7 separate regions of the Sus scrofa genome follow, and regions 1, 2, 4, 5, 6 and 7 are each linked to region 3. Evidence: chromatin contacts called from public HiChIP or PLAC-seq data. All regions are on one chromosome and are shown on one strand. The core of a region is the stretch at or near the end of the contact, and the rest is flanking DNA. Distances in the headings are between cores, read along the strand shown.

Region 1 (2,993 bases), core at 185-2,684, 950 kb before region 3:
TGAAAGACATTCATGATGCAAAATAATTGATATAATTCAAAAACTCATCACACCTGTATGTCTGTGATTTAGATTTCTCAGAGTTCTCAGGGCATCTACGCATTCCTGACATCCTAAACATGTCTTTCCCCCTCTCATGGCATCCTATTTTCTCATAAATGTAGGACACTGAATTATTAAATAATCTTCAAGTTAAAAAAAAATATTTTTAAGACCTGACAGTATATCAGATGCTTGTTACTATGAAACACTCAAAAAGAGCACTTGCCTTCTTGCCTTGCAATAAAGATGATGCCAGCCTTGCCTGGCATCCTCTGATTCTGCAGGGAGGTGAGCAAAAGAGAGATCCAGGAAGTAAGTTCTTTTTTTTTTTTTATTTTTTTTAAGTAAGCCTGACTAGGGGAAGGAATTACCATGTCCCCATTCAAAGTCATCAGAATATCAGAGAATTTCCACCCAAACTCCCCAGCAATTTTCATCTACAAGTTGGGCCTGTGCATTTGCCCTTGAGTGCAACAGCTCTTATGATAATTCTACAGCTGGAAGCAAGACAGCTGGCTTCACTCTCACATCCTTCTTTTCAATTTTTTACATTTACATTTCAGCAATGACTGCTGACAGGCTCCCCAAGCCAAGTTCTCTTCTCTGCTTCTTATACACACATAGAGTCCCAAATCCAAGGTACAGCAAAGGACAAAGAGTCAAAGACTCTCTTAGGAGACACTGGGATCTAAATGGAAACCCAATTCCCCTCCAGCCACCCGCCCCAAATAAATATCAAAGCAACCAGAGGCACACCCGTTGGGACAAGAACTAAGGGAAAGAAAAAAAGAATAAAATGTGATAACCCCCACCCCAATAATGGTTTCAAATTCATAAGGGAATATGCCAAAAATCTCAAATGGCTATAACACCAATTGTAGAAGGTTAAAACCTATGAGAGAGGGAGAAATAAAAGCCTTGCATGTTCAGAAAAGGCCCCATCTATTTAGGGAAGTTCCAGGAAAGCTTTTTTAAGGTTGGATGAGATAGATTTTCAAATGGTGGAGATGGAGAAAGGTACAAGGCAGACAGCAGGCTGGGCACAGAGAGAGAAGGCTAAGATAGCAATGTCTGGGAGAAGTGTCCAGTTTGGCCCAGTATTGTAAAAGGAATGTGGAGGAGAGGCGTGTGGGGTAAAAGTGAAGTGTTTCAGGACTGCTTCTTACACGAGCTGGGCTGGAGGTCTAGGCACATAGATCTCAAATCTGGGTGTGCAAAGGAACCTTCTCCAAGAGCCTTATAAACAATGCTAACTTCCTGGCTTCTTGTGCAGGAATTCTGGGGAGTAGTCCAGAATTTTGTTTTTAATGAGGACTTCAGGGTGATTCCAAAGCAGGTGGCCTCTGGCACATTTTGGGAAAACCAAGCTCCCTGAGGCTCATGACTGGTGACTGGTCCTCAGACTCTTCAAGCTCTCAAACCAGCAGTGTGCAGATAACATTCTGGAGACTGAAACATGGAAGAATAACTGTCCTTTGGGGATTCAAGCTACACAAACTTCTCTTCTGCAGGTTCTGTACATATGTTCCTGAGCCTCAGTCTATGCAGTTATTTACTGCTCAGAGCCTCCACACTTTGAGTTTTATTCAGCCCCATCAGCCTCTCTGAACCCTCACTTAGCCACTGGGGTAAGAAATACCATTTTCATTCTATTTGTGAGGAAATTTAAGCTAAAAGAAATGAAGTGAATGCAGACTAGTGTCTGAAGTTAAATTCCATATTCTTTCTCTAAAAATATTTGCTGCCTCATCTCAGGCCCCCTAAATGAAAGATTGAATATCTTACTTAGGACTCTTCCAACTTATTTTCTGGTTTATTTTTAAGATCAGTTTGAAAGCATAATCTCTCTCTCTCTCTCTCTCTCTCACACACACACACACACACACACACTCTCTCTCTCTCTCTCTCCTTTCCTCCCTCTATCTCCTCTGCCCAAATCTTTAATTCTAATCGAAAATGTATTCATTTTTCGGTTCTGAGGGTACAGTCCAGTTAAAAAGACCCTACTAATACAGATTTTGCACTGTACTGAGTAATTATCATTCCTTCATCCTTTAGGAGATATAGGATAAATATGAAAGAAAACAAGGAACAGACTCCTTCCCCATTTTCTTTCCAACCTTTTATCTATCTCTAAAGTAGGAAGTTTACTGAACCACTGCCAACAATTCACTCAGCCTAATGAAGTGTATAAGTAATAGGATTAAATAATCTTAAACCATTATTACAGCGGCCTGATGCTGACATTCATCCAAACTCTGGCAAACACCAAGTGGTGAGTTCATGCTTGATTTAAAAATAAACAAACTAGGGCAGTGGGAAAGTTCTAGCATAAAGTTTCAGAGGCATGTAACCTGGAAATCTGAGACTCTCCATTCTGGTTAGGGCTGAAGCAACTTCTGTCTTATGTCTAAACTCTCCAACCAAAATTTATGCAATCCAGTATTTTCTAGGGATGTTACTCTGGGCCCTGTAGTCACATATGGTTAAACCTCTCATGTCAGTCCCAAAGAAAGCAGTTCTTTGAAGGCATCATCAAGGCTCATGGTTTCTATTCCTGCCTCTGACATTAATAAACCATATAACCTCAGGCAAATCAGTCAGCTTTCTCAGGCTTTAGGTTTTCTCAGCTATAAAATGACGTTATTGAATTTCTAAGGTTCCTCCTGGCTCTTAAAAAGCATTCTATCTCTATGACAAGAGAAAAAAGTAGAGTTTGGGATAGCAGACTGTGGCAAAAGGTATGTCTGGCTAGGTCTCTATTATTCTGGGCCATCTTCTTCCAGGTGGGAGCCTTACTACCCTTTCCAGGGAGGGCCGTATAGCCTGCAGGGATGTGGTGGGCAGTAATGAAAATCAGCAAAGGGCTAGGGGCTCTATAGGGGAAAAGGCTAAATAAAATCCATCAGCAAAGGACAGTGCAGTAACTATTCTCCCACTGAAAGTTGAGC
Region 2 (2,700 bases), core at 201-2,700, 680 kb before region 3:
CCACAACTCTGAACACATTTAAGGAGAGCTCTTTACTAATGTATTCTAACCCAGTTCCCAGGGACAGGGAAAAGACTTTTCTCTCATTTGACAGTTTCACATTCTCACCCACGGTGCCAACAGAGCAAACACAATCCACTTCACTTGTCCTCATCTGTACAAATGGCAACCACATTTACCACCCTGAAGGGGTGCTGTGACTTTCCATTTTACTAGTGTTTATAAAGTCTTCTGATAAATCAACTGTAAGTTGGCATTATTCATAGCACCCTGTTGGAGATTAATACATATTCAATTAAAAAACATTGACAACAATACAGCAATATCCACAAATTAGCATTCATTACAGCAATGTATTATTCTCACCCTACCATCACAATTTTATATAAGTAGAGTTGTTTATATCTGGAGACTGTATAGTCCCTCTCCTTAATGAGGCGTAATCTTTTCTCTACGGTATCAACATTTCCTTTAGTAAGGTTCACATTGCACTTAGCTCAGAGTTCTCACTTTTCAGAGGAACTTCCTATTTGGTAAACACTAGGATAGGAAGCAAATATCTCTTTACTGAAGAAAGTCACGATCCTGAAAAGTATCTCAGACTCCTCCATTTGTCATTCCTTCCTCTTTCCCAATGACTCTGGACTCTAGCCAACCTTCACCATGGTCATGGCCATCACCCTAATGCAGGGTCTGGTCTGCCTCAATTCATACAGTAGACTCCAAACCACCCTACCATTGCCTCTTCTGACCAAGGCCTGCTCTGTTATAGAAAATCCATCTAAATAGAGACCAGGTGGGAGTTCCCATTGTGGCTCAGTGGTAACAACCCCAACTAGTATCCATGAGGACACAGGTTCAATCCCTGACCTCACTCAGTGGGTTAAGGATCTGGTGTTGCCATGAGTGGTGGTGTAGGTTGCAGATGCTGCTCAGATCCTGCGTGGTTGTGGTGTAGGCTGGCAGCTGCAGCTCTGATTCGACCCCTAGCCTGGGAACTTCCAAATGCTGCACATGCGGTGCTAAAGAAAGAAAAAAAGAAAAGAACAATAGAATAAAATAAATAGAGACCAGGTGTTTATCCTGTCTTTCATAAGATTCTTTACTGTTCTCTTATGAGAACTAACACAGTCTCAGATTAGAAAAATCCCCAAAATGTCATCTAAACAGCTAAAGAGAAGCAATTTACATATTTGAATTGGGGGAGTGGCTGTTAGGCACTCAGGGAAAGAAGAGCTGAGACTCAGGCAGGAGCAACAGTTTAAGCAAAGGGCTGTGACACTAGGTGTCTCTATCTATATAGTTCAGGATTCAGTTTTCTCCAGGGGCACCATCTGGTAGGTGGCTAAGACTCCACTGACGGAGGAATTCACCCTCCCCTCCCCCAGCCTTCCCTGGCCTCTCTCTCAGGCACCAGAGCACATTGTGCTGTACTTGGTTTTGCTGACTGCAGTTTCCTCCTCTGCATGAGCCTTTGACATGCATAGTTGAGGTTGAGGAATCTGTGCCTAGTGGGTTTGAGGTTTCATCAAGAGGAAAAGAAGGAACTTACGTGATTTCACTAAGTAACTATTTTCACTACAAAAAATTCCCATATTTATTTTTTCCCTGTTTGAAATGGTACTAAGGAAACACATGCCAGACTGCCATGAACAGGACTGTACTTTTCAAACAGTAGCAAGGGCTAAAAATAGAAAAGCTTGATTTCCTCAAGATGTATATAACTTCCTCTCCCATTTGCTTTCCCCACCACACTGAACCAAGGCACAGCAGTGTACATGTTGGACCCTTTGTATGTTTACAACAGTATTAAAAGCATCAAAAGGGTGATAAGCCCATGTATAATCCATACTCCATAGATGTTTCCAGAGAATTCTTATGGCCAAAACAAGGAATGAATCAAAAATCCACAACTATCAACCACATATCCCTTAATGAGGTTAAAGACTATGGGTGATGGAGGAATGTGAGCTGTAATCCAGCCTTCAAACAGTTTCTAAAAGGGGAATAAACAAGAGGATAATTGAAAACATTCAAACCTGTAAGTCCAGAAACCTCCATCTGGGGTTGAGGCCAGCTCTCCTACCAAATGTGTCATCTGGGGCAGCTGACTTAAGAAATCTAGGTATCCATTTCTGCATCACAGGAAAGATGAGCTGGATTATGAGCCTTTAAAAGGTGAGGCTCTACAATTCGTGATGTTAAGTGATTTCTATAGGTCTCCCCTATGGCATATTTTGATTCTGGCTTTATGATATATAGTTTGTAGTTACATAGCATAATTAAATCAGTCCCAAAAAAGGCATATATTCAGTGGCAGGAAAATGAAACGTAATTAACTGATTTATACATTAACTAATACATTGTAGCCTTTACTATGAACCAGATACTACTGGATACTCTAAATTCTTTACCTTAATTAATCTTCAAAATGACTTTCTAAGCTATTGTTCCCATTTTTCATGTGAAGATGGAACACAACTGATAAGTAATAGAGTAGGGCTTCCTGGCACTATACCAAACCACCCTGTCAATAGGGTCTGGAAGCAAAGAAGGGAGAGATCAGGATGAGCTGGTGGTATTAGAGGGTATGGATCAAGCTTTAAAAAAATGGGGAGTATTTCTCATCAGCTGAGAGATGAGGATGCTTCAGGGAGCAAGAAACACACAAGGGAAATTAACTCGGCATGAGAAGTTGAC
Region 3 (2,878 bases), core at 39-2,538:
TGTAGGTAAGGACTACTTGGATTTGGAGGCAAAGGAGGACCATTTTCTTTTTGGTGTGAAACACCGAGAATGTTAGGGATGAAAGAGGCCTGGGGCAGCCTGTGGACTTAGACATCTTAGATTGTAAAACTGAGCTGTGTAAAGAAGGGTTCCACAGGGATTCACAGACTTTAAAAAACATAAAAACAACCCCCTTCCCAAGCCACCCCTCTTTTCTGAAGGTGCTACGGAAACCTTGAAAAATGGGTCTTTGCAAGGAAGCAGAAAACCTGGTGAGATGGTGTAAGGTCAAGAGCATGGGCTCTGAACTCAGCCAGGGTTTAAATCTCCCTCATCTGCTTTTTAGCTCTTGGATCTGAGGGAGACTACTTCCATTTGGAAACTCTGAGCCTCGACTTCTGAAATGCAGACTCTGCCTATGTCTCTCTTCATTATGAGTTTAGATTATATCACAAGGGGTTCAGCAAAGCTCTGTCTCTCATTCCTCCCCACACCCACAAAGCCCTCCTCAGCCTCTGTCTTTCTCTGCACCCTTGGTCGGAAGCACTTGCTGCTTTCTCCCTTCTCATCTACCACATTCAGGTGTTGGATCAGATGATTTCCAAATTTCTGTTACATGAGTCTAACTGTCTGGTCCTACTTTTTACCAGATGGCTGGGCTAGCTGGATAGGATATCAAACAGTCTATTTTCTATACATTTATGTTAATGAGCCATTTACTGAGCTTTACCACATTTAATCCTCAAAAGAATACCTGTAAGGTAGCAGTTGCTTTCCCCCTTTATAAATCAGCAAACCAAGCCAAAAGGCATGGAGAGAAATCATCCTAGACCTATGGTTTGGGGGCAGGCTTGCAGAGGAGACTCTTTTGAAAGGCTTAACAATAGCACAAGAAAATGAGGCCTTTCATTATACCCGTGGCCTTGAAAATCAAGTGGAAACTTCCCAGTTTTCACTCCATCCATCGCCCCTCCTCTTGCACTAAATGCTTTAGTCATCTTCTCTTTCTTTTTTGTTGTCTTTTTCCTGTGTTGCCATTCCAGGCTGAGGTCATGACTCTCCTAAGAGCCTTAATCAAATCTGGAAGGCAACAGGGCTGAACACAGGATCTTTCCTACCTGACTCCTGGACTGAACAAGTGCAAAGAAAGCTGATGTTGGGAATCCAGCTCTTGCTGCCTGCGGCTGTGGGGCTGGCTATGAATTTTTACCAGCTCTTGCCTGATCATCTTTCTTTGGCCTTTGACATACTTGTCACTGGATCCGTGGTAAAGCCAGTCTTTCTCTCTAGCCACTAATTTGTATTTCCCCCAGAGAGCCTAGAACTATGCCCTACCCAGCGGGTACTCACTGTACTGGAGGTGGTGTCGCCAACCAACACAGCCCCAGATTACATTAAGTATTTCAGCAATTGCAATGAATTTCTGGCCAGCCTTGATGGTTTGGTCAGCTTCAGTCCCAGCCTTGCCCCTCAGAGATTGACAAAGCCCAGTTTCAACTAATTCTTAATAATGCAATTAAATTTTTGGAAACTGAGCTGGGTTTCATATTTAAATGGTGACTTTCACCACACAGGAGAGGTTGGCCAAATGCAGGAGGAACTGGAAGATTTTTGCAAAGAGATGAATTTGGATTTTCCATTTTTAGAAAAGCTGCATATGCTCATGTGCAGGTAACACTCCAGGCTCAGGGGTTCCCAAGGGCCAAAAGAGTGGGTAAAGCATGAACCCCTAAACCAGCATGCCTCATAGGGAATCATCAGTATCCTCAAAAAGAAAACTAATATTAGTAGTAGAATCTAATGGTAGATATGAATTTTGTTTAAATATTCTTTATATTTTTACATTTTCACAATAAAATATTTGGGAAAAAAAGAAAAGATTTGGAAAGATTTCATGGATGGAACTAGAGACTCTCATACTAAGTGAAGCAAATCAGAAAGAGAAAGACAAATACCATATGACATCACTTTTATCTGGAATCTAATATATGGCACAAATGAACCTTTCCACAGAAAAGAAAATCATGGACTTGGAGAATAGACTCCTGGTTGCCAAGGGGGAGGGGGAGGGAGTGGGATGGATTAGGAGTTTAGGATTAATAGATGCAGACTATTGCCTTTGGAATGGACAAGCAGTGAGACCCTGCTGTGTAGCACTGGGAACTGTATCTAGTCATTTATGATGGAGCATGATAATGTGAGAAAAAAGAATCTATACATGTATGTGTAACTGGGTCACTCATGCTGTACAGTAGAAAACTGACAAAGCACTGTAAACCAGCTATAATAAAAAAAATCATTATGTAAAAAAGAAAGAAGAAAAAAGAAAAGTAGGGGCAGAATTAAAACGTTTCTGCTTTTGAAATGCAACAACACTTACCTCTCAGGGCCATTGCAAGGATGGCATTAGGGCATATGCGGAAGGGCTTGCTCAGGGTCTTGCTCAGAACAGGGAGCAATGAATGTATTTATTAACACCACAGCATGGGAAAAGGCACCACTCTGAAGTTAAACGACTGCATCTTGAACTTCATGCTGCAGCTCACTAGCCCAGCTGGTGCCTTTCCATCCCGGGTCCCAGTCTCCTCATCTTTCTAATTGGAATAATAATCACAGCATATTTCTCAGGGTCACAAGGAGAAGCATGTTAGAGAACTGTTGAGAAAGTTCTTTGCAAACTAGAAAGCTCTCTAGGCAAAATAAAACATTATGAGATGTATACCTAACTTCTGTGCCCTTGTTTCAGCTCTTCTCTCTGCCTGAAACGCCCTCCTTCCCCACACCCTCTCTTCCTAACCTGGCTATTGAAGGCCTAACTTTCATTTATAAGGCAGGAGAACATAATGGCTGAGAGCAAAGCCTTACCTGGCTGGGTTCA
Region 4 (3,031 bases), core at 63-2,562, 740 kb before region 3:
ATTATAATTTGCTATAATTCTCCCTCCTGATTACATACAGTAGCTATTTCATTCTCTAAATAATATCTTATACTTTTTTTTTTTTTAGAAGTTGGTTAAATTGCTTAGGATGAGAATATTAGGCTCAGTTTCTTTGAGGGGTAATATAGTGGGAGTGACTATGTAATTATCTCTAGCAGGCTCTCACTCACTATACAATGTCGTCTACTATATCTTGCTTTCCTGTTGAGAACTCTAGTTAATCCTTACTAACTAGCACACAGGAAAATGAGGCAGGCGGATATTATTTTTAACTTGGGACTAGGAGAATAAGAAAAAGCAATGCTAAGATTGATCAAATCTGGTACATTTGCAATTTTTATTTTAAGCCATTTTAGATATATGTGCTACCAAATAGGTAGAGTAATTCAGGCCTTACAATTATTTGCATAGCAGCATCCTAGCTGGTACTTTCTGCCTTAGACCAATTGTCCTTTAAGTCACTCCACAGCTGGGCTATTTTATGTCTGGCAATTACTATTCTATTCTGGATGGGGAGTTTTATTTCATTTAAAATTGATGTGGATTTTATCCTCAAAATGCCAAGCAGTTCAAATGCTTTATACATACTAGATGTTTTATAAACAATTCAATAGTTTATAACAGGAAGAAGTTTAATACAAATACATCAAAATTTCTAGAAGAATTCCATTCTCCAATGTTGTTCAATAATGTGTCTATTTATGTTCCAGCATCTCCGAAAGACAAATGGGGAACTCAAGTGTGGGGCCTGGAGCAGTCTTAGTCATGTGCTTATGACCAATGACTGACTCAGGGCTGGCACTTCTACCCTTCGCTGCCCTAAATTATGAACAGAGAACACTACTTTGAACAGATGTTAGAAATTAGAGGTTCAAACTATGTTACACTCCTAAATTGCTAAGCCTATCAAATTGCTTCCATTCAAAACAAATTGTCACTAAACTGAAGTCATATTCATTTAAAGACTGATTTAACACTGAAACAGATTCAAGGTTGCATCGGGTTGAGGTGAGAATAGAGAGTGACTACAAATGGGCATGAGATTTCTTTTTGGGATGGAAGAAATGTTCTAAAATTAGACTTGGGTAATTGTTGCAAAATCACTGAATCACTGAACTGTAAAAAACTAACAAAAAACTGCCCCAAAATCCCTTCTCACTAACACAATCACTGTTAGTAATTTCGATTATGTATTCAGTTGTCAATTCATATAATCAGGCTTAGGAGCTAGACTGCCATGGCTCAAATACCAGCTCTGCCACTCGCTAGTTTCAGTTTCGACTCTCTGGACCGTGGCCTCATGATCTGTAAAATGTGGGGAAATGATAGGCTGAGGCATTGGGCTATTACAAGGATCAAGTGAATTAATACATGAAAGTGACATAGTAAATTTTCAGTGAACATCGGTTACCATTGCCATATATTTAATTACAATTTCCTAATATTAGAAATGATTGATCATTGTTGGAAAGGGTAATTGACAGGTAGAATTTTATATAAAATGTTAATTAGATAAGCTACACTAAACAACAGAGATGTCACACTCCTAACTTTCATTTAAAAACCACGGATCCTCCAATTCAGGTATATCCAGAGTGATCTTCGAAAACATACTTCTAATTTCTTTTCTAAAATCTTCAATGTTCCAGTCTTCATTCAAACTCCTCACCTCCCCACCCCCAAATGTCTACAGGCTGAAGAGTGCAATGTACAAATTCATTTATACATTCATTTATACAGCTTGAATCCATTTATAAGCTGCTCTTCAACTCTCACAATGTAATAGTTTGGCTATATTCTTTCTCTGTTTCACTTACCTTATCTTCTAAGTCCTTCGAATTCCTTACCTAGCTGAAAACACCATTCTTTTAAACACATGTATTTCTACAACTGTAGTTCCTTCTGCCTGGACTAACTATAGACTGCCTCAATAAAAACAAACAAAAAAAACCCCTCCTAGACAGCCTTTGTGACTAAACTCAAACATCACATCCTCTAGCTGACCTCATCCTCCTTTGTGACCTCATAGTAAGACACACAATTAATTCTATGAAGGCACACATTGACAGCTCTGACCTTCAGGCCCAGTGTACTTCCCATGCTGTCCCCCCTGCTCTCACCTTACTGAACTCTATGGATTACCTATGTCTCACCTTTGTGCAGTGGCTCATTTTCTTTCCTCCTCCCAAAAAACTCACCCCTCTCTACTGTCCCCAGGTTATCAACTAGAAAACTCTCACAGGCTTCTCAGATTCTGTTTAGAGATGACAACCTCTCAAAAGGCTCCCCAGGTCTCCCCAGATCAGGTTTTCTTTGTCCCCCTGATGTGTTGCCAGAATATCCTTTACTGACCCAATGTCAGTATTTAACACCATTTAGAAAAGAGTCTGTTAAATAGACCCATAGACACAGAAAACAAGCTTATGTTTACGAGAGGGGAAGCGGAGGATAAACTGGGAGTTGGGGATTAACATATACACACTACTATTTAGAAAACAGATAACCAACTAGGACCTACTGTACAGCAGAGGTACTCTACTCAAAATTTTGTAATAACCTATAAGGGAAAAGAATCTGAAAAAAAGACAAATATATATGTAGGTATAACTGAGTCACTTTTCTGTACACCTGAAACTAACAAACATTGTAAATGAACTATACTTCAATTTAATTAAAAAAAATCTGTTGATGGACATTTTGTGAGAAGCTAGGTTTTATAGAACTATTGTCAGTCTAGCTCCAACGCTTAGAAAGTCCCTGGCACATGGTAGATGCTCGTAAAATATCTGTTCAGTAAATGTAGTAATTATCTCCGTTAAAAATAAGTTGAGTCAGTGAATTGTATGGTAAATGAATTACATATCAAAACAATTTGTTACTTAAAAAATATGAGGAGTTCCCATTGTGGCTCAGTGGTAAAAAACCTGACTAGTGACCATGAGGACAAGGGTTTGATCCCTAGCCTCTCTCAGTTGATTAAGGATCAAGTGTTGCCATGAGCTGTGGTGTA
Region 5 (2,970 bases), core at 55-2,554, 720 kb before region 3:
TCTAGTCTTGTATTTAATGATTATTTAGTGTTGATTTCACCTAGACAAAGGAAAAGGAAAAACAAGCGTGAGCCAAGAGCTCAGAAGAGTGGTGAGAACTGTTTGTTTTTATGCAACAACCATCAAAGATGTAAATCCAGTGGTCCGATTTTTTTTTTTTGGTCTTTTTAGGGCCACACCCACGGCATATGAAAGTTCCCAGGCTAGGGGTCGAATCGGAACTGCAGCTTCTGGCCTACACCACAGACACAGTGACACAGGATCTAAGCCAACCTACATCACAGCTCATGACAAAACTGGATTCCCGACCCACTGAGGAAAGCCAGGGATCAAACCCATGTTCTCATGGATACTAGTTAAGTTCATTACCACTGATCTACCATGGGAACTCCCAAGTGGTCTGATTTTTAATCTTCATGGCAGCTGATCCACAGAGCAGTTAACTTATCCTTCACTCACTCCTGAAGTGCTTTTTCCCTATATCTTTGGAAGGCTCTGTCTCTTGATTCTCCTTCCACCTCATTATCACTGTTCATGACATCTCTAATGGTTCCTAGGTGTCTCCAAGAGATATCAAAATCTTGGCCCAAGGGCATAATCCACTATTTTAGATAATGTCACTCAGTATCAAAATTTTAAATTTGGATCTACTCATTTCTAACCAAGTCTATATTAAGTCAACACTTCATCCTTGAACCCCAGACTCAAATATGTAACTGTCTACCCAACTGCTATTTGGAAGGCTAAAGGTCAGCTCTAATCTAACATACCTAAAACCAAATTGCTGATCAAATTCTCATAAAAAAAAAAAAAGAATAAACCACAAAACTGTCTTGCTGTCCTCCTGACACCTCACCAAATTGAATCTCCATTCTTCTCATTACCTAGTAAAAACCTAGCAATCCCCCTGGAATCTTCCTTTGCTCTCATATTCTACATCTAATCTGTCCCCAAAACTTGACATTACCATCAAAATATATCTGGAACCTCACTACTTCTTAGCAGGTGCCCCATACCTGCCCACCAACTATCATTTCTAGCCTACATTCTATCCTCCATAAAGCTGCCAGAGGGATCGCTAATGTAAGTTTGATCACATGACGAGGTAATGGTTCTTGGTACCTCCTGCCCTTATCTTTTCTCGTTCCCTGTAGATCACTCAACTCCAGCTTTACTTGGCTACTTCAGTCTTTCTCAAATAAGCCAGGTGCCAGCCAGGTTCCTCTCCCAGTGCTTTCATACTTCCTCTGTCTGGAACACGCTTTCTCCTGTTCCAAATATCTGCATGGCTCACTCCCTCACCTATCTGAGATTTCTGCTCAGATATCACCTCCTCATAAAGCCTGCTCTAACTGCCTTATATAAAGCAGCCACAATTAATCCACTCCAACCAAAGCATTCCCTCTCCTTTTGTCTGCTTTATTTTTCTCTACAGCACTTATTTCTATCAGACGTAAATGTTTACTTGTTTATCTGCTTATGATGCCTCTCTCCAGAGGAAAAGTAACCATTTAAGGAAATACATTCTGTTTTATTCATAGCTGCACCCTCACTCTCTAGAGGAGACTTGTCACCCAACAAGTGTTTAATACATAGTTGTCGTGATAATGAATAAATGGCTCCTCTTGTTACTCTTGTTGGAGTTCTAGAAATAAGACTCAACTTGAAGAATCCAATAGCATAGAAAGTGATGTAACAGTGTAAGCACTTCTAAAAGTGGCTTGTTGATTTAGAATCAAAGTAACATATTATATGTCACCATAGATTTGGACTGTGAGTCATAGACTATTAAACTTGGGAGGCAGCTGTGCTGGACTAGAAAGAAATAGGAGTCAGGTGATGATGGTTCCAGTCTTGGCAGTGCCACTGACCTACTGCATGACCTCAGACAAACAGCTTCATCCCTGTGGGCTCTCCTAGTTTACCCGTATAAACAACAATCCACCTCAAATTTCTTAACATTTTCTAGTTTGGTATGAAATTCAACTACTACTTGTTCAAAAGATATCCTTTCTGAGTTTGTGTAGAGATCATTTCACTGTTGCCAATTCTACTTTCAAGTCAGGAAAGAAGTCATTTTGAAATGGCACACCTTTTTTGAAAAAAAAAAAAGTTATCTAATTTACATCTAAAGCAGGAGATAGAAGCTTTTTCCTCTCCATGCACCACACTGGACGTTAGATGTTATCAGCTACAACACAGAAGAAATGAGTATTCAGGATGCTAAACACTTCCAGAAACCCACAGGCATATGTGAAGACACATACACACAAACACACATGTGAAATTCACACATGGAAAACAGCTTGCAGTCTTCCTTCAAATATGCTCACTTCCTATTCTTGATATGCAGCCACACAGAAGCATTTTCTCATAAGTTGTAGAGATGACCTTTAGAAATACACCTCCCTCTTTATTCCTCAGCCTGCAATCCCATGAAGATCAAAGCCAGTTTGTTCTTCTGCATTAACATTTCTGTGATCAGATATAATGTGGCACCTTGATTCTATCTGCATCAAGGCCTCTTCTCACAAGTGACTCACTTGGTAGAAGTTCAGGCATTGAACACTGCTCTGACACGGTCTCCTTTGAGGTTGATTCCACCTTGATGGTGTTACAAGCCAACATCCTGTTTAGCTGCTTTCCTCTGCAACACAACAGGTAATTGGAACTGACTGAACAATAAATCTCAATTTCCTTGTTCCATCAGGAGAATCTTTCAATTTACTAGGCTCCTTCTATTTACTAGCTCCTTCTCAGCTTTACGAATCATTCCCAAACAAGTACACAAGTTAACTGCCCACTTTTACATTAAAGGCACAGGGAAGTGGTGTCGATTCTTTCGTTAGACTTCTTAGATCTGTTTCTGCAGGACCCCAGAGAAAGCTGGCTATAGCACTTGTATTGAATACATGAAGAAACCATCTACTTGCTCACTCAAACTCCTGTCAGCTCCAGAAGGCACAAGTT
Region 6 (3,140 bases), core at 568-3,067, 840 kb before region 3:
TTCTGATTCTGAAATTAAGTCGTTCAGCACTGAAAATTACTTGTTTGTAAACAATTACACATGCTGTACTTCTTAAGTCACCTAACAACTATTTAATACCTGAAGTTACATAGTTCACAGAGAAACCCTACCACTTAGTTATGGTGTTTGCAATAAACACCTCCCAACACTCACTCTGCATAACACACAGTGGGTGTAAACTAAATGACTTCCCATTGTACACTGCTCATGTCACAGGCATACAATTACAAGAGTTTCCATTTTAGAGTCAAAAAAAGAGGAAATAGAAAAAAAAAAAAAGCCCCTAATTTAACACATCATCTTTAAGAATAAATGAGGTTACAAATCTACATTTGGAAGAACAGAATCTAGTCCATATGTACCAGATACCATTTTTTTTCTTTTTTTTCAAACTCAAACTCCGGATTTCAAAATGTATACTCTCTATATTCTGAGGTAACAGCTTGTCAGAGAAATGTGGCAAGCAACAGCAGGACTAGCACAGCAGATGGGTAGTATTTTTATACTGGCTTTTAAGTGATAATGTGAGTTTACATAGGGTCATCCTAAATATTGTTTAAGTGCACGGAATGACTTGAGTCACTGTCTAACCTTGAGTAGGCTGTTTTGCTTTCAGTTTTTGTCTAAATTTGCTGCCGTCAAGGCTTCATCGAGAGAAGTCTATCTTTTCTTTGAAACAGGAGCTGCACAAATTTCTCAGAAACTCTCTTTTCAGATTCTCGTACATGTTTTAAATTGACATTAAGAGCAAAGGGAAGAAAACAGCTATGAAAAGTTCTCCAGTTAACACAGTGGACTAACTCAGTCTCTGTTAACAGGTTACAAATGAGATGCATTCTGGGAGAGAAAAAAAAAAGCACTGGATGAGATGAAGCTCTTATAGTTTTCATTTCAGCTCCTCTATGAATGGGCTTCTCTGTGCCTCAGTGTGCATATCTGGAAGATATGCTTATCAATAACTAGCGTACAAAGTTGCTGGGGTGGGAGGTGTCAAAAACAAATAAAGCACCCATAGACTTTCAAGGTTCACACCCTCCCTTCTTGTGTTTGAGTCCAGTTGACTTTACGATAAAATGGAGGGAACAGTCTTGGTGAACTTCCACTTCAATTTCAAAAGATTTCATGGATTTTAAAACAATCCTATGTAATCAGAAAAAAATTATGTTCATTCACAAGTAACGTACATCGATCTTAAGAAGACCTTAAAAAAGCCTCGAGTTGATAACTTTTTTCAATACCTTTTCTGTATGGGCAAACCTGAGGGCTAGAACATGCAGCGACCAGAAACAGTGGATTCCTTTAAGGTGAGACTACTCAAACAGGGATGAGTAGGAAGAGAGAGGGGTTTTAGGATTTTAGCAAGAGGTTGGATACTATTTCCTTTGAAAAGCTGGGGCCCCTGATATAATACAGTCAGAATAGAAGCACCCAGGAGGCAGGAATTTTTTATTATTGTGTTCAATACCGTATCCCCAGAGCCTAGAAGAGAGACACTCAAAAATATTTATCAAATGACTATTAAATACATGAAAGGCTCATTCAAGCATATCCCTTTCCCTCTTCCTTGCTGAAAAATCATTGTCCTAAAGAGATCTGTGAGGTTTGCTTTCTTTCCCAAATCAGAAAACATTGTATTTAGAATTAAGCATCTTACACCTAAGTTTATGTATTGAGAGAGTGCCTGAAGCAGGATCCCACCATGATTTAGTTTCCTATTCTTTCTCCTAATCCAGGCTGCCTTGAGGAACCATTAAGTTGAAAGGCATGGGTCAATTTATTTGACCACACACAAGGCTGTGAATCATTCTGACTTATCAAGTTCCACACTTGCAAGGATGAGTTAATAATATAATGCTTCAGAGAGTCACTGGATCAAACAAGATCAAGTCATAAGTGAGTAAACTGTGAAATAAGAATGTGTTTTCAGGTCCCTTGGGTACAAATAGGGATATGTGACTTTGCTTTGCAAGTTATAAAATCCTAGAGAAATATTAAGTTACTGACATTACGATTCTTGATTTGTAAGCTTTTTTGGGCACAGCACTTATTCATCTATTCATGAATGAATTGGCCAGGGCTTGGTAAACAGTGTCTCTCAAAGTTGGCATTCTGAGGTTAAATGACTGCATAAATGAGTAAGAATGATAAAAATCTTAGAGGGATAAATGTAAATGACTGTATTTCTGGTAAAACATTAATTGTAGAATTATAGGATTGGTCAGAGCATTCTAAAAAAGGCAGAGGTTAAGATAAAATTACGCACCAAATGCCAGATTCATAGGTCCCCACTACTTCTTCAAAAAAACTGATACATGTTACAAAGAAAAAGACAAGCTGGTTTCAAGACATGTATTTTTAAAATTCTATTTAGGAACAAAATAATATGTTAGCTATATTTAGAGAAATTACAATTTTCTAATAAAACAGTAACTACTCAAACATGAATTGTAGGAACTATGATGAACTAAAGTGATTTACCAGAACCTTTCTTTCCTTTGTCCTAAAACCCAACCCTTTAGATTGGAAGTTTTACATTTTCTAGAACTTGACAACATTCGGCACAGAAAAGGAGCATGTACTGTTTGTAACAATATTCAACACATTCAATTCCATTAATAGATGGTTCGATAGGTCAAACAGGGCATGTGGTAACAAGATCTGAATTCGAGAGGAAGCAGAGGAAAGAAAAACAGCACAAGATCCTTAATCACAACCAGTCTTAGAGCACCATAAATCCAGACATTCTCCAAAGAACCAGGAGTGAGAGGATAGATTCTTCCAGAGGGTGCTTAATGCACCAGGAGTGGTTTTTGGTTGTCACAATGGGTGTGTGTGTGGCAAGGTGTTACCAGCATTTAGTGGGTAGAGACCAAGAATGTTAATGGGCTGCCATGCACAAAAACATTGCCAACAAATGAGGAACTCTCTTGCCCTAAATGTGAATAGCATCAGTTGAAAAACATCAAACTACCCCCTAATTTACTCCCCAGTTTTCGGTAATTTTCATCCCTGGTAATATTTCCGTAGCTATTCTGATGGTTAATTCGATGTGTCAACTTGACTGGGCTAAGGGATGCCCAGATCGCTGGTAAAATATTATTTCTGGGTCTGTCTATGAA
Region 7 (2,818 bases), core at 189-2,688, 860 kb before region 3:
GTTCTCCTATAGCATGCATGTTCCCAATAGCACACAGAGAAAACTAGTAAAAAAGGAAATTTTGTTTTCAATGTTTTATAATTTTGGTCTCATATTAACATGCCTCAGGGAATAAAATATGTATTTACATAAAATTTCTGGTAATGGCATCTTGAAAAGTAACTAAATGAAACAACAGATTCTATTTGTTGAGGGCTCTGTTTCTCACAATAGGTATGTGATGATGTTCTGAAATAAGACCTGGACACCTGTTCCCCCAGTCTATCCATGAGCCACAGACAGGGAAGGACCTGGCTCACCTATGACTTCAGGAACACAACTATTTCAGAACCATGAAAAAACTCGGCATGCTTTAGGCCCACTGACATAATTCCCTGGGCAAGGTGAAACATAGGTGTTCCATAATGTAAGAAGGCATACCTCCTTCTCCTTCTCTGCCAGCTTTCTCTCCCCAAAAAAGTCCTAAAGAGAATTTAACCAAAGGACATGGAGAATATTTCTGAAATCATCTAGGATACTGATTCTCAATGTGTTGTTCCTAGAACCTGGTGTTTCTATGATATCTGTATAACAGAGCTTCAGGTCAATTTCATATTTTAAAAAGCCTAAAATACACAGGCATTTATCTGGAGTTAGATTGTTTATTGATAGATCATCAACTTGGTGCTGTGACATTGGTTATGTATGTCACTCTACACTGTTTGATTGGTCACTATGTATGTGTTTGAAGTGTAAAAGCTGGAAAAAGGAAGGCACATTTCCTTATATTAATGCTCTCAGTTGCACAGAATCTTTGGCACAAGGGGTCCTAATTCCAGAAGTAAAATGTGGTCCTTGTGGTAATGAAAAGATCCAGCATGAGGTTTAAATGACACAAAAACTCAGATTTTCTGACAAAGTCTAGTGTTTCTTTAAATGTGTCATAGCTGGTACTTCTGACTGGATGGTCCTTGCAGGAATGTTACTGTGTCCACATCTATATTTTACGTATAGTACCTTTGCATCTATAGAATAAGGTTTCTTGACCCTCCCACTGTTCCCTTACATTGGCTTTCTTATTATCATAGGCTATAAACATACAGACAACTAGAAACACAAACACAAACCGCCCTCCCTACCACAACACACACAACTGTGATTTCCTAACTGACCATTCATTTACATAAACTTATTTTTAAGAAATTTCAAGGGGTTTCCCCTCATTTTTGGCCTTGTGCCTGTCAGATTAGGAAATAATCAGAGTGCACAATCAAAAACCCAAGTGGGCAAGGCAGATGGACAAAAAAACAGCAGTTTGACAAGCTGTTTCCCTAGGAAACCAGGCAAAAAGCAGGATTTTGACCAAATATAGAACTGGCAGTCAAAATGTAGAAATAGAAACTTTGAGTCGTGGACGGGTGGGAAACCCCAACAGCTCGTCTCTGCAAACCACACACAGGAGGTGAAATCAAAGCAGAGGCGTGTTTCATTGGGTGAATCCAGTAAGTTTAGAGGACATGCACTTCCAAAATGATGATTCCAGGAAGAGAAGCTCACATGGGTCTCCAGTGAGTCGCCTGAGTCATTTATGAGAAAGGAAAAGGGAAAGAAATGAGTCCTACTACACTGAACAGCCCAAGTCCATGGACTATAGCCTGACTCACGGTCAAATGGGGGATCAGTTTCATGAATGTGTATAGACATCCTTTTTACCCTATTATGATCTGTCTGAGTGAAAAGAAAAAAGGCCTCAGGGAGTTCATGGGTTACTCACTGCCATGCCATAGCATCTGTGACAATTGGTGACTTAAGATCTCCTTTGTACAGTTTTTTACTGACTCATCTCTCCCCGCATGGGCTTCAGATATAAGCAAATGCCTATTTTCTCTTGTACTTTAATGTAGGAGCCTATATCACTGTATACCTTATTCCCCTTTGTAGTCATACTGTTTTAAGATAAAAGAAAAACAGAGCGGTGTCTGAGAATAGAAAGTGATTGTTGCTACACCTCAATTTGCTGCCAAATGTGTGCAGTTTCTTCCATGCATTAGGGCCTTAAGGGGTGTCCTTTCCTGGTCAATGTGTATGTATCAAACCTGTCTACAATGATTGGGCAGTGGAATGGACAGCATGTGATCTCTGGCTCCTGTTTCAGTGAAAAAAAAAAAAAAAAGATATTTCATTGAGATTTCATGGGGATTACTGACATTCTTGGACACTCAGCATAACTTAGCAATTTGTATGTATGTTTTCTCTGTTTGCCAATATGAGCTACAATTAAGGGGAATATGAACTTTTTATAACAGGCCAGCCTAGTCCCACTCCTGAAATGCCTGCTGTTCTGCTTCCTTTAAGCCCTCTGCACTTGCCAAAGGGACCAAAGGGACCATGACAAATTCTGCTGAATGTCCCTTGAATTTGGCCTGACCAAGCAACAGCCCTGACAGGAAATGGGGATGGTCAGAGCAGGGAGGGTCTAGAAGGAAGAATTAACAGGAGACTGGAAAAGTACAAGCCGAGAGCTGTGTGTGTGTATGTGTGTGTATGTGCGCAGATGCATGCGCACACGGGCATGCGCTGAAAACTATGCTAATAAATGCAAGAGAATGGAAAAGAAATGCTTCTTTTTCTAAAAATCACACAATCTGTGTTATCATTGGATTGAAAAGTCAGTAATTTCTTGTGTACTCACCATGCATTTAAATGTGGAAACAAATTTTCTTTGTGTGACTTTTCTTGCTTTGCTACTAATACAGAAAATTCCCAGAAGGCAGAAAGAAAAAAGATATGGAAATAGAAAATGTGAGTTCAAGTCTTGGTTTTGTCAATACCTAGCTAT

What was found. HiChIP or PLAC-seq counts read pairs in DNA pulled down with a chosen protein or histone mark.
Region 1: a contact with region 3 is called in an H3K27ac HiChIP or PLAC-seq map of skeletal muscle. The contact joins two enhancer-like sites. A contact is called at or near these places in 4 of 5 promoter capture datasets (fetal liver, fetal skeletal muscle and liver), 2 of 47 Hi-C or Micro-C datasets (fetal heart ventricle and fetal skeletal muscle) and 2 of 2 datasets of contacts at active chromatin or transcription factors (alveolar macrophages and skeletal muscle).
Region 2: an H3K27ac HiChIP or PLAC-seq map of skeletal muscle shows a contact between it and region 3. The contact joins two enhancer-like sites. A contact is called at or near these places in 3 of 5 promoter capture datasets (fetal liver, fetal skeletal muscle and liver), 2 of 47 Hi-C or Micro-C datasets (embryonic fibroblasts and retroperitoneal adipose tissue) and 2 of 2 datasets of contacts at active chromatin or transcription factors (alveolar macrophages and skeletal muscle).
Region 4: an H3K27ac HiChIP or PLAC-seq map of alveolar macrophages shows a contact between it and region 3. The contact joins two enhancer-like sites. A contact is called at or near these places in 2 of 5 promoter capture datasets (fetal skeletal muscle and liver) and 2 of 2 datasets of contacts at active chromatin or transcription factors (alveolar macrophages and skeletal muscle).
Region 5: a contact with region 3 is called in an H3K27ac HiChIP or PLAC-seq map of skeletal muscle. The contact joins two enhancer-like sites. A contact is called at or near these places in 3 of 5 promoter capture datasets (fetal liver, fetal skeletal muscle and liver), 1 of 47 Hi-C or Micro-C datasets (skeletal muscle) and 1 of 2 datasets of contacts at active chromatin or transcription factors (skeletal muscle).
Region 6: a contact with region 3 is called in an H3K27ac HiChIP or PLAC-seq map of alveolar macrophages. The contact joins two enhancer-like sites. A contact is called at or near these places in 2 of 5 promoter capture datasets (fetal liver and fetal skeletal muscle), 1 of 47 Hi-C or Micro-C datasets (embryonic fibroblasts) and 2 of 2 datasets of contacts at active chromatin or transcription factors (alveolar macrophages and skeletal muscle).
Region 7: an H3K27ac HiChIP or PLAC-seq map of alveolar macrophages shows a contact between it and region 3. The contact joins two enhancer-like sites.

The regions. Positions count from the first base shown.
Region 1 is chr13:126,367,647-126,370,639 of Sscrofa11.1, reverse strand. The region is part of intron 8 of LPP (lipoma-preferred partner); the gene reads right to left. Among named protein-coding and RNA genes, the nearest start is that of MIR28, 87 kb to the right of the region's middle. Within about 2 kb of position 1,434, at least 7 of the 83 cell types and tissues checked have an H3K27ac peak or open chromatin away from gene starts, as enhancers often do. A contact at or near this core is called in alveolar macrophages and skeletal muscle, where this site is marked.
Region 2 is chr13:126,097,116-126,099,815 of Sscrofa11.1, reverse strand. The region is part of intron 4 of LPP (lipoma-preferred partner); the gene reads right to left. Among named protein-coding and RNA genes, the nearest start is that of MIR28, 180 kb to the left of the region's middle. Within about 2 kb of position 1,450, at least 18 of the 83 cell types and tissues checked have an H3K27ac peak or open chromatin away from gene starts, as enhancers often do. A contact at or near this core is called in alveolar macrophages and skeletal muscle, where this site is marked.
Region 3 is chr13:125,418,096-125,420,973 of Sscrofa11.1, reverse strand. It overlaps LOC106508008 (a long non-coding RNA gene), which reads right to left. Exons shown (of 5, transcript XR_002337803.1): 3 at 2,866-2,878. Among named protein-coding and RNA genes, the nearest start is that of BCL6, 30 kb to the right of the region's middle. Within about 2 kb of position 1,288, at least 2 of the 83 cell types and tissues checked have an H3K27ac peak or open chromatin away from gene starts, as enhancers often do. A contact at or near this core is called in alveolar macrophages and skeletal muscle, where this site is marked.
Region 4 is chr13:126,161,927-126,164,957 of Sscrofa11.1, reverse strand. All of the region lies in intron 5 of LPP (lipoma-preferred partner), which reads right to left. Among named protein-coding and RNA genes, the nearest start is that of MIR28, 120 kb to the left of the region's middle. Within about 2 kb of position 1,312, at least 3 of the 83 cell types and tissues checked have an H3K27ac peak or open chromatin away from gene starts, as enhancers often do. A contact at or near this core is called in alveolar macrophages, where this site is marked.
Region 5 is chr13:126,142,980-126,145,949 of Sscrofa11.1, reverse strand. All of the region lies in intron 5 of LPP (lipoma-preferred partner), which reads right to left. Among named protein-coding and RNA genes, the nearest start is that of MIR28, 140 kb to the left of the region's middle. Within about 2 kb of position 1,304, at least 5 of the 83 cell types and tissues checked have an H3K27ac peak or open chromatin away from gene starts, as enhancers often do. A contact at or near this core is called in skeletal muscle, where this site is marked.
Region 6 is chr13:126,256,083-126,259,222 of Sscrofa11.1, reverse strand. All of the region lies in intron 6 of LPP (lipoma-preferred partner), which reads right to left. Among named protein-coding and RNA genes, the nearest start is that of MIR28, 25 kb to the left of the region's middle. Within about 2 kb of position 1,817, at least 6 of the 83 cell types and tissues checked have an H3K27ac peak or open chromatin away from gene starts, as enhancers often do. A contact at or near this core is called in alveolar macrophages, where this site is marked.
Region 7 is chr13:126,275,396-126,278,213 of Sscrofa11.1, reverse strand. The region is part of intron 6 of LPP (lipoma-preferred partner); the gene reads right to left. Among named protein-coding and RNA genes, the nearest start is that of MIR28, 5.4 kb to the left of the region's middle. Within about 2 kb of position 1,438, at least 9 of the 83 cell types and tissues checked have an H3K27ac peak or open chromatin away from gene starts, as enhancers often do. A contact at or near this core is called in alveolar macrophages, where this site is marked.